Linked DNA regions of Lactuca sativa: region 2 is linked to region 1. The links are chromatin contacts, called in public Hi-C maps. All regions are on one chromosome and are shown on one strand. Each heading gives the region's core, a stretch centred on a gene start, on an enhancer-like site or on the middle of the called end of the contact. The rest is flanking DNA. Distances are from core to core; before and after follow the strand shown.

Region 1 (6,220 bases), core at 1,491-3,990:
TGTTGGGCGTACACGGCGAACCAGACCGCGACTTATACACGGTACGCTGGGCGTACCAACTCTTACGCGGGGCGTAACTCCGACTTAACTAAAATTGATTTCCTTAATTAACCACTTAAGCTCTTTGCACCCAAACTTCAGGGAACCTTCGAAATTCACTCTTAACTTATAAAGTTGGAAACTTTATCAGTTTGCACGTCTTAAAGAAGCTCAACAATGCAAATTAATCCTTAAGACCCATAAAAATCACCTTAACACATGCATGGTCCATTCATAAGCATCAATCAAACACCTTTATGAACTAATGACCTCGGAGATACTAAGAGTAGCAACTCAAAGCCCCTGGAGTGGTGGCAAACCACTTGATCTCACCCATGAGACCAAAATGGGACAGTGGGTTCGGAAAGATGAAGAAAAATCAAAGAGAAAAGCTGATGTGGCAGTGAGTTTAGTGGGTTCAATGGGAACGACTCCCTCCTCCCTAACTAAAAATTACATAAAAAATAATAATTCATTCCCAACCATATTTTTTCCCAATTTCACTCTTGCATGCTCGGACCGCAACCAACATCGATCTTTACAAATGATCATGCGACACTACACATATATGCATATCTTCATCTCTACATCTTTCTTGCATCAAATTCAACTCCCCATGAATACATGTGGGTTAAGACTTTCATGTAAATGTATATGTATCCAATGTGTCTCGCCTGAAATATATTTGTTGCTTATGATTGCCCGTTTGGAGGATTAGTAAATAACTTCAAACTTATTAATCCCCGCATGCGTCTACTTTGAGTTCATTTTAAAGCATATTTTGATTGTTAAACACCACCCCTACCCCTAATTTGTTGTGAAAAACTCTCAAAATACGATTCCAAAAGCATTCAGTTAGTTGACGATTCCCGTTAACCTTATCTTTCAAAAGGCCCATCCAAGGCTTGGTGTCCCAACGGATTCTTCTTTAAGGGTCCATGTTTTCTTTATTTATAGAATAATTAAAAAAAAAAATGCATATATATATCAGTATCAAAAATGAAATGAAGCAATATTTTTCATATAGTGTGTAACTTGTCCTAATTTTAACAAGAAAAATGACATAAAAACTCTTAAGTTTACGTCATGTCATTAGTTTTATCTTAACTTTCATTAAACTTTCTAGTTTATCTTTTTTACATGTTTCTTTAGTTTTCAAGTTTCCTTAAAGTGAAACTCACATGAAAACTTTTAAGTTTGTAAAAAAATTACCTTAAATATGTTTTTTATCAGTTTTATCCCATAATTTTTATACGAAATTTTACTATTTTGGCTTTTTTATTGGTTAACACAAATTTAAGGGTCTTTATGCTAGTTTAGTAGTTTCCCTTTCTTTTAAATTGCATAGTGATAATAATATTATATAAGTGGATATCGTTTTGAAATAAAAGATGAACATTAGCCCTACCATATGCCTACTCTTCCTCTAAAATTAAATGGCCCCTCAATTTTCGTTTCGAACATGTTTCTTGTAAGGGTACGAAGAAATCAAGAAATGTCCACACCATTTTTCTGCCAAATTCCATCGAAGTCACACTGATACTAAACATTCATTCATGTATGGACAAATAGTAATCACTTAAACCAACGGATACAATTCATCACACTTCTTCCAAGAAATTATCCAAACAAACTGGTCAAAAACGAATTGGTCAAATCGTGGGTTCGATTAACAGTAAAGCGAATCTCTGCAAAAGAGATAAATGAACCCAGAAAGGAACACATTTTTTCCAACTAATCTTTACTACCTTTCATCATTTCTTTTAATGCGTAAAAAAAAAAAAGTAAATGTAATTGAATGCTTGAATCATTGAAGTCGTTAAGTGACCAAGTAAATGGGCATGGCGGAGCCTGAGATCTTGTGGGTCTGATTCATGTTGAGTTCAGTGAGACTGATGTAGGGTATATCGATATCACCTTTTCGTGTAGATGCGAGTGGTCCGGACGACGGCCGGCTGGTGGAGGTACGGTGGTAAAGAGTGGCAGACCCGTTTCTGCTATCCGTCAAATACACCGGTCCAGACATCGCACGGACTCCTCCTACTCCGCCGCCGCCGCTGGCGCTGTAGACGCAGTGGAGATTGTTGTAAGATGAGTCGGAAGAGGAAGTACGTTTGCGTTTGAAGAAGTGGAGGGCGCTCTTCCACCACCAGCGTTTACGGGTCTTTTTTATCTTCTTGCTGGTGTCGTCTTTGGAGATGGGTTTCTGAAGCTTAAAATGCACGTTGTCAATGGCGGATCTGGACGAGTAAGTTTCGCGTTTATGCTTTCTGGCTTCTTCCAACACCTGCGAATTGGAACACAGACTGTTAAGCAAGGATTTGAGTGCCATTGTTGAAAGTAATGAAGAGAAAGGGGAACCTGAAAGTAGTCGATTTGAGGGTCGAAGCCATAGTCACTGAAGTGTTGAGGCTCATGAATGGGGAAGATTGGGGATTTGTTGGTCATGATTTCACAATGACAAGCAGTCCAGAATGTGATTGTGAAATGGGTTGATAGCTTTGACGGAAGGGAATGGTAGTATGGTACTATGGCAGGGGAGGTGTTAAATGTAATGAATAATTTGGGTTTTTTATATATAGCTGGGTTGTTGATGTTTTTTTTATGTTTGATTATTTTGTAATATCAAGTAGAAAAAACATCATAAATGGTCCCTATAGTTTTCTTAAATCTGAAGTTTAGTCTTTCTGGTTTAGAAATGTCATAGCTGGTCCCTGTGCTTTCAAAACTTTTGACGATTGGTCCTTATTGCTAACTCCGTTAAGTTTTATCCGTTAACTGGAGGGTATTTTCGTCATTTCACTACCACAGGGACCATTTATGATGTTTTTTTTAAATGAAATAATATACAAAGAGGGTCCTACCCCCCCCCCCCCCCCTCTCTCTCTCTCTCGTATGAACACCACCATAATCCTTAAAATACAAAACATGTTCTGAATTTTGGGTTCTTGAATCGATGTATAGGAAAGGAAGAAAGAAACTTTGTGGTTGCTTATAAGGACGTGGGGATTGAGTTAATTGGTACAAACAATGGGGAAAGGAATCGTCGTCTTTATCAGGTCGATGAAGAAACAAACGAACAGAAGAAAAAATCGGGAATCTCCGATGAGGCTGAGAGATCACAAGAAAGGGCAGGCGTCGACCTCCGGCGACCCTCGTGGGTTCAATCTTCGTCTGATTGGGAGGGAAAAGTACGGACGAAATCAACAAATGAGGTGGTCTGGTGGGGTTTAACAGATCGCGAGGAGGGAATAGCTGATCCCCGACGAGCCTTCATCTTCGCCCTGGTCATCGTCTTCATCTGATCGGAATGGAAATCGAACGGAGTAGTCAAAAGTGGTGGTCCCATGACTGAAATAGATGAAGAAGAAGATGGGCTGTTGGATTTTCCGATTGCCCTTCTCTTGTCTGTTCGTTTCCGGCTAACGCGAAAGGGGATGGAGAATTTTGGCCCTCACCTGTGTTGAGAAAGAACTGGACAAAATCAGAAGTCGAGTGGGGGCGTGGGACTTCGTCTTCTTTAGATTGGAGAAGAAAATGAGAGCAACGGCATGGGGTGTCTGAGGGTTGAGCTTGGATGGGAAGGGATCTGTTGGAGGATGGGAAGGAGGTAGCAACCTCCTCTCTCTCATCTTTGCATTTTCTGGTGATCGGAGGACCACCCACCTCCGGTGGGTGAGTCTTGGCAGTCTAATGAAGAAGAAATGGGGACAACAATATCAAGTATCGGGGGTGTTTGTGTGGTGTTAAACGAAGAAGAAAACAGGAGGGAAGAGAGAGAGAGAGAGAGAGAGAGAGAGAGAGAGAGAGAGAGAGAGAAAGAGAGAGTGGGACTCTTTTTGTATATTATTTCATTTTTTTAAATAAAAGAAAACATCATAAATAGTCCATGTGGTGGTGAAATGACGAAAATACTCTTCAGTCAACGGACAAAACTTAATGGAGTTGGCAATAAGAACCAATCATCAAAAGTTTTGAAAGCACAGAGACCAACTATGATGTTTCTAAACCACGGGGACTAAAATTCAGATTTGAAGAAACCACAGGGACCATTTATGATGTTTTTTGTATTAAGTATTATTCACATATTCGGTTTTTTAGTTTTACTGGGAAATTGAGTAATCTATTTCGTATAAATGAATAATTTGATAATAATAATCAATTTTTTTATATTTTTTATATAATGACCATTACTCTAAAATATAGTATTTCAAAATGGTTATGTTTATTTCAGAGTTGATAGTTATCGGGTCTGAAATCTGACATCCTGGACTGGAAAAGTGTATTCTTGATAGTATTCTAAAATGTACGGTGCATTCAAGAATAGTGTTCAGAAAAGGTAAAATTAGGGTATATGTATGTTGTTTGTTCTTACACAAGCAGTACATTTCGTTGTCTTTATTCCTCCCTTGTTGAAACCCTATTTTGATAGTTTTCATATCCTCAAAAAATGAATATGTATAAAGATTTTTTTCTAGTGTCAGTTTCTAGTGAAGGGCAATGGCATGATATCAAGGGATTTATGCCGTATATTGCTCCAAACTACACATGTTTTGGTGTAAATATAAGCAGTGATATCAACTTCGGTGGGTTAATTACATTGGTTACTTCTAAGTCCATGTTACACACTAATTAAATATGTTTACCTTTTAATGTCCTTGATCAAATATAATTATACATATTCTTGACGATATTGATGTCAGATACTTTTTTAGTTTTGTTAGTAGTATATCTCCTAATATGGTACAATTGTTTGTTGTTAATAGTTTTATGGAAAATGGTATTCATCGGTTTCCCATGGATGATGATTCTTGTGGCAATGGGTCTTCCAGTGCTGGAAGTAACCAAATTGGTAATTTGTTACCTATCAACTAATCATGTTCATTCTTACATTGAGCTTGTAAAAGGGATGATTATAGGTATAAAGGTAAGACTACAGTTAATGTTGCTCCGTCGTCATTTGATGTTGATGAATCCGTAAATGACCAAGCAAAACTAATGTTGTTGGTTGATGATGACAATATAATTTCACACGGAGAGCCAGTTGAGCATTTCCAGAGTTTCACTGAGTTTGTTGGGGATGACAATGAATCTGAAGAGGAAGAAATTGAGCGCATAAAACCACGAAAAGCCCAAGAGGAAAAGTATCCTTATTATTTTCTTTTTATTCTAAAAAAACACAAACCAATAATTAGGTGATGTCTAAACCTTTACCATTGTTTGAATTAGCTCAACAAAAACATAAAGGTGTTGTAGCCCACAATTATTCTTCTTATGTGAAGTTGTATCAACTCTTTAAAAGCAAAGAAGAACTTAAGCTTAAATTAAGATTCAAATGTGTTATTGAGGGCTTAGAGTGAATAAATCTACAAAAGACAGGTATGAAGCTGTTTGCTTTGTGAAAAATTATAAATTGTGGTTGCGAGCTACAAAAGATAAAGATACTAATTCATTACAAGTGGTTAAACTATCAGATAATCACACATAACTCCTTCCCCCCATCATTGTCAAGACAACAAAAAAGTATCGGGTTACTTCTTGAAGGTCATGCTAGTTGATAGTACATGTAATATGTTGTTAGGGGAAACAAATCCAATGAACTTTAAATAACTGTCTTGGTGTACATATTTTATATTGGCAAGCATGGAGTGCTAAAATGTATGCTCTAAATCTGTTAAGATGGACCCTTAAAAGAAAGCTTTGAAAGACTTCCTTTATATTGTTACAATTTGGAGAGGAATAATCCACAGACAATTACACATATAAAGAAAAGTTATGACAACAAATTTGAATACTTCTTCATGACTATCGGTTGTGCGTTAATATTTCTTATATAATAAGTTATTTGAATTCTTGTTACACGTGTATTCAATTTATTGACTAATATATTAAACTGTTGTGTAGGTTCGAGCTTTTCAAACAAGTTTGTGTCCTATTATTATCATTAACGGGGCACATCTTAAAGGGAAATACATGGGCACGATGTTCCTAGCAGTAGGCATGGTCAATAAAAACCAAATCCTCCAAATATAGTTTGGTGTTGGAAAAACAGAAAATGGGGACTCGTGGATATGGTTTCTATTAAGACTCAAAGAATGTATTTGGTGCATGACCACTTTGGCTATCATATCTGATAAAGCCAATTCTATTGAAATAATCATTCAAGTTGGGTTCTCGGATG
Region 2 (6,220 bases), core at 947-3,446, 150 kb before region 1:
TGATGATGAACAGGTGACGTTGATGTTTTTTTGATAAAGAACAGATGACGTTGATGAAGAACAGATGATGTTGATGGAGAAGATATGATGTTGATGAAGAACATCGAACGATCCATATGAATGAATAATAGATGTTGTTGATGAAGAACGAATGAACGATTCAGAAAAACAGCGTGTTTTTAATGACTTAATCTATATGTGTTTTACATATATAAAATGATTGGCTAAGAATGATTCCCCCATTCTCAACCTTTTATTATATATATATATATATATATATATATATATATATATATATATATATATAGAGAGAGAGAGAGAGAGAGAGAGAGAGAGAGAGAGAGAGAGAGAGAGAGAGAGAGAGAGAGAGGACAAATCATTGTGGAGTTCATTTCCTAAAAAAGCAAAAGTCATAAATATTTACTATGGCGCTGGTAAGACCGAACTTTACCAATATATGTGAAAAGCTTAGAAAGATAAGCTAAACCCGTGTCCAGTTAAAAATTAATGGATTGGAAAATATTAATCATTTAGTTTTTTTTTTTAATTATAGACAAAATACTTAAATTTTTTTTTTATGCATGTTCTCTATTTAAAGTCGTGCACTGTGAGTTTTTTTTATTTAATTTAATATAGATGTTGCTTTCTATCTTTCCTGCTACAATCTCTCTTTATTTCTTTCTTACAAGAAACAAACCTTTTGTGTTTACTCCATTAAATTTCAGCCTTCATACTTAAAAGCGTACACGATGACATTTATTTAATCCAAAATCACTTCCTAGAGAAATCTTTAACTTGCACGATAGAAGACTACTAAGCAATTAAACTTCTGCATCGCTCGAATGATCGGGTCTCTCCCTTAATTAAACCACTTAAATCTTATCATAAAGGTTGAAGGCATTATATATAACTGCTTACGAATTGATGGATATGTTTGCTGATCTCTTCAGGTTTTTCTTCATGAAGAAAATGACCTACACCTTGCAGTACGGTTACATCGTCTAAAAGAGGCACATCTTTTTTGAACCCTCCTTTTTCTATATAGTCTCTAGCACCCATCGAGTTGTAGGTCAGGTCAAGGTCACCCACGATGAACTTAACAGGTACCTTCACTTGAGCTCCAGTCCATGGGCCAGTTAGCTCCCAGTTCCTGTAAATCCACAAAAAGAGTTTTCTTTTTTGTCCATTTTTACTAAATTAAACAACTTCAACTTAATTATATAGCTAGGTAGTTCGAATCTAACTTACAAGTTCAAAGCTCGATAGTAGTTTAGACCTCCGGTGAAGCCAGTTTTTTCATATTTGCTTGTGTAGTATTCAAGATCTTCTTTGGACATCCATGAAGGCAAGATTATAGGATCATCAGGTGAGGTTCCGAACCCAATACCTTTGGGTAGAAAAAGGGGGGCAGGTTTGCGATAATTGAAGAAATCATTTAATACTCTATCTGTACCCCATACCGCAAATTCACCTTCGATTTCTCCAGGTTCCTAGAACATATTCATGTGCATATAGAGTGGTGAAGGATAGTTAAAGTGACGCAGGTGGTTGTGTGTGGAGTGTGGTGAAGGTGTTGCTGATGGGAGAATTAATTGAAGAATTAATAGAACCTGAAATCTGATGATGTAGTAATCGTTTCCATAGAGAGCACGAAGTCCATCGATAGGTTTGAACTTAGGATTCCTTGGACTGAAAGGGACACTCATATTCACCAAGGCCTTTACTTTATCTGGCCGATAAAGACACAAAGCCCAGGCAATCATTGCACCCCAGTCATGTCCCACCACAAATACCTTGTCCTCGCCCGGAGCAGCCACAGTGTGGATGAGCGCCACCAGATCTCCAACCACATGAAGGGTAGTGAACAAGGTGGGATCGGAGACAGGGGCACCAGTGGTGTCACCGTAACCACGGAGATCGGGTGCCACAGCACGGTAACCATGTGAGGCGAGATAGAGAATCTGGTGGCGCCAGGTGTACCAGAGCTCTGGGAAGCCATGGATGAAGAGGATGGTTGGGCCTGTGCCAAGCTCTGCTACATGCATGTTTATGCCGTTCACTGCTACCATCTTGTGTTGGATCTTCTCCATTTTGTATTTCTGTGTGTGTTTTGTGGTTTTTTTGGTTATGTGTGTAAATGTTTTTGAAAACTAGTGTGTGGATATATACTCCTGATGTGTGGTTCCTGTAAGATGTGGAAGATGTGAAATGGCGGCCCTGTTAACGAAAACATTTAATAATTTTTAAAACATAAAGTAATACTAGGTTCTTACGTAAAAGTGAATCAATAATACATAAATATATTTTTTTAATCTGAACAGAATTATATTCGAGTTATTTATGAAAAAAAAGACAAAAGTGTGATCCAATAAATTATATTGTGTTTATTGAGTTTTTAATCTAATAATAGTGATTACAAAACTTAATTACTTGATTATTGTACTTTGAATTTTATTTACCAAATGATGGTAAAAACCAATATGGCCCCACTTTTTATTCAATAACAGTGTTAGGTATCACGACGTTTTTGTTTAGTAGACACACCTATAATAAGAGGAACACCGTCCCGACTAGCCGTTATGGTAAACCTCATTACCACTACAAACGGCAAACAACATATTACATATATCATAGCCAATGAAAACCGATGTCGACCCCCTTTTTGACCATACTAACGGTCAAATTTTCAAAATAATTATAATAATATTTTTTTACCTATAAATAAATCTCATTTACCTCAAATTCATTCATTATATTTTTTTCTTTTTTTTATATTTTATAAAATTTCGATACTTTCTAAAAAAATAGATATGTTCGACCGGTCCAACGATAATGATGATGATGATGAGTTTGCAGAAGGTTCTTGCAGATATTAATTGTGTTTACCAGCTAAGCGAAAACACATACAACTTCGAAAATACTTGGCGAATTATATATACGATGATAACGAAGATGAAGAATAGTGAATTTAGAGGGGAAAATGTATTTTTTTTTCATCTTGTAATGTCTTTTTTTCTTTTTTTTTTTAGTTTTTAAACGTTATTTCTTTTTTCTTTCTTGTAATATTTTTTTAGTTTTTAAATGTTCGGTTTAATTACATTACTATGTTTTATTTAAATAAAATGTTTTATTAAAAGTATTTCATATATTTGATATATACTTGACCCGATTGTTGTATGGTCCTTTTAGGTTGCATTCACCAAAGCAACTTGACAGGATGATTTATGGAGAGAGAGAGAGAGAGCGCGCGCGAGAGAGAGAGAGAGAGAGAGAGAGAGAAAGAGGATATTATGGTTTATTAATATATATTGTATGAATAATATATTAAGAGAGAAATCATATTGTTTAATTAATATTGGTCAAGAATTAATTTTGTGGCTAAAAGAGATTAATTAAATAAAGGGGACTAGAATCGCCCAAGGGAGTGGACAATTTGGAAATCGCCCAAGGGCCCTATTCCAGAAGGTTCTTGGAGCTGCTTAGGGCCTAAGTTATCCAATTAGGGTTTTGACTGAAACCCTAGCAGCTCAGCTATTTAAGGACCCCTAGGGCTTCAGTTTGCGGCTACCATAAGAACCCCTAGAGTTCCTATAGCCGAAATTGTGCCTCCATACTCTCTCTTCTTGATCATCTTCTTTCCTTGGTGTTTGTGAGTCATTAGAGGTATTACAATTGTGATACTAAGCTCTTGAAGATTGAAGATTCTTGCTACTATCAAAAGGTAATCATCTAAACTTGTTTTAGTTGTAGATTTCGATTTTTATAGTATGTTAGATTAGGGTTTGCAGGATTTGGATAAATTTGCATGTACAATAGCGAAACCTAGATCCAAAGCTTTAAGGTTTTGCATATGCACATAGGAATGTTCTTTTGATCAAAACCCATCAATGTTTTCGTAAACTAGCTTGGTTTCTATTGTATTTGATGCATTGTATGTTTGTTCATTGCTTGAATTCGATTTTTTGGCTTCTGCCTGATAGACTCGTCGAGTCCCAAGTTGAACTCGACGAGTCCAAATGGGGACTCAGCGAGTCGGGCTGTCAGACAGATGGATTTTCGGGATTTTGGCTTATTTTGACTTGGGATAATTACCAAAAATGATTTTAATTAATAAAATCCGATTTTTATTGATTCAATGTGATTATCTTAGTCAAAATAAAAGATATTTATCATTTAATTAGATAATTATTGTCTTATTTGATAAACCCTAATTATTTGAATTATTTGATTAATTATCTTGCATGAAATTGGATTAGGTCAAAATTAGATAATCACCAATTAATTGTTTAATTATATTATTTGAATTTTGATATAGATAGTTTTGAAATGTTTCAAAACTTGCCCTCAAGTTTTGGATTTTTTTTATTAAAAGTTTAATTTTGAAATAATTAAATTCCAAACCCTAGAATTTTACAAGTTTAAAATTCATCCATATACTATTATAATATTATATGAATAATTATTATATATGTATAAGATAAATGCTAGTATTACCGTTAGTATGCCTCATTCACGAAGCCGGTCTATAAGGGGGTATAAGGTTGTTGCCTATAAAATGTCAGATTAATGGGTGTCCACTCTCACCCACCGCTTCTTTGATTGGTGGAGGGTCGTTAGCTGAACGGGTAGTATAGGGAAACTAATTCCTCATTAAAAGTAGAATGATTAATAAAGTAACTAAATGTTTTTATAAAATTCCCAATCTTAGTTACTTTAGGAAAAATATGAATTTGATGCTATTCAATGAAATTACACTTTGTACCCTTGCTAAGATGTTAGTGGAGCGTGTGTGGTTAACCGGCACACTAATTTGGCTCTAAGCAAAGGTGGAAAAGGGTGACTCGATGTTTGTCATAGATCAATGGAGCGTGTGTGGCTAATCGGCACATTGATTAGGTGACTATAACATTGGGGCACCATATACATTTGCATGGTTATTCATACCTTGTTTGTGATCCTCGGTATCCCAGTCAGAAACTTGAAGGGCATATCGATATTTAAACATTCCATTGAAAAGTTCAATGAATCTCAAAAGATCTACGAGTTTTCAATACATTTAAAACTTAATTTCTTTTGTTTTTCATGGAGGAAATTATTGAATCGTCATTCACTTACCTTCAAATTATTTGTTGTTTAGATTACGACATCCCTCTTCTAAATTGCAAATAATGTTGTTGGATCCTAGCCCTAATTTCTCATTTGGGTGTTTAATTGGGGATTATTATGTAATCAAAATTTGTCTCCTTTCCTTTTCAGATGCCGAACTCAAACAACAACGCTTCAGGCTCAACCTCTTCTAGCTCATTCTCACTCATGAACTTGTGTGGGAGGGTGATCTTCGATGGGAAAAATTTTATAGATTGGATACGTAACATCTGAATGGTTACCCGCTACGATGACAAGGAGTATATACTCGACAAGGAGCCGAAGGAAGTGAATGTCAACACTGCTACTCCCGAGGAGACCGTTGCCTTCGAGGCCCACAAGCGAGATTTTATGAAAGTCCATTGCATCATGCTCGCGAGTATGACTGCAGAACTCCAAAAGTCCTACGAGGACTACCATCCATATGAGATGCACCAGGATTTGCTAGACAGGTACCACCAAAGTGCCATGCAGGAGAGGTACGAGATCATCACTTCGATGATCACGACCAAGATGAGGGACGAAGAGTCTGTCACTGCTCATCTGCAGAAAATGCTAAGATATGTCGATCGCCTGCTAAAGTTAAATGTTAACTTCGATGAAGAGTTGGCGATTGATATCATTCTCCACTCCTAGCCACCGTATTTCAACCAGTTTCTCATCACCTACCACATGAACAAAGAGGAGGTCAGCTTTAGCAAGCTTCAAGGCTTGTTGAGGACTGCTGAGAGCAACCTCAAGGATAAATCCGTTGCATCAACTCCCTCTACAGTTGACTCCGTCTTGGCTAGTGGGTAGGGGAAGGGTAAGAAAAGGAAGGCTCCTTCTAAGAGCCACCATAAGGGAAGCTCCCGTTATGGCACCTCTTTTAGTGGAACCAAGGCTGATCCCGCTGGATCCACCTCCAAACCTAAGGATGCAGAATGCTACCACTGCCGTGACAAAGGGCATTGGAAACGAAGCTGCCTAAAATATCTGCAAGATATCAAGGATGGGAATATTGTCACGACTAGGAATTCTAAGGTTTTGTAAACATTGACAAGGGTAACAATTGTGACCAAAACTTGAAAGTAGG

Evidence for each region. A called contact is a pair of places that touch in the nucleus more often than the background predicts.
Region 2: a Hi-C map of leaf shows a contact between it and region 1, with 2.9 times the contacts expected there. The contact joins the promoter of LOC111917259 here to the promoter of LOC111917261 in region 1. A contact is called at or near these places in 2 of 4 Hi-C or Micro-C datasets (both in leaf).

What each region holds. Positions count from the first base shown.
Region 1 is chr3:33,557,612-33,563,831 of Lsat_Salinas_v11, reverse strand. LOC111917261 reads right to left here and starts at 2,740. Exons shown (of 2, transcript XM_023912942.3): 1 at 2,401-2,740; 2 at 1,599-2,326. The coding sequence starts at 2,487. The coding sequence ends at 1,859.
Region 2 is chr3:33,708,863-33,715,082 of Lsat_Salinas_v11, reverse strand. LOC111917259 reads right to left here and starts at 2,196. Exons shown (of 3, transcript XM_023912939.3): 1 at 1,611-2,196; 2 at 1,249-1,490; 3 at 699-1,150. The coding sequence starts at 2,090. The coding sequence ends at 901.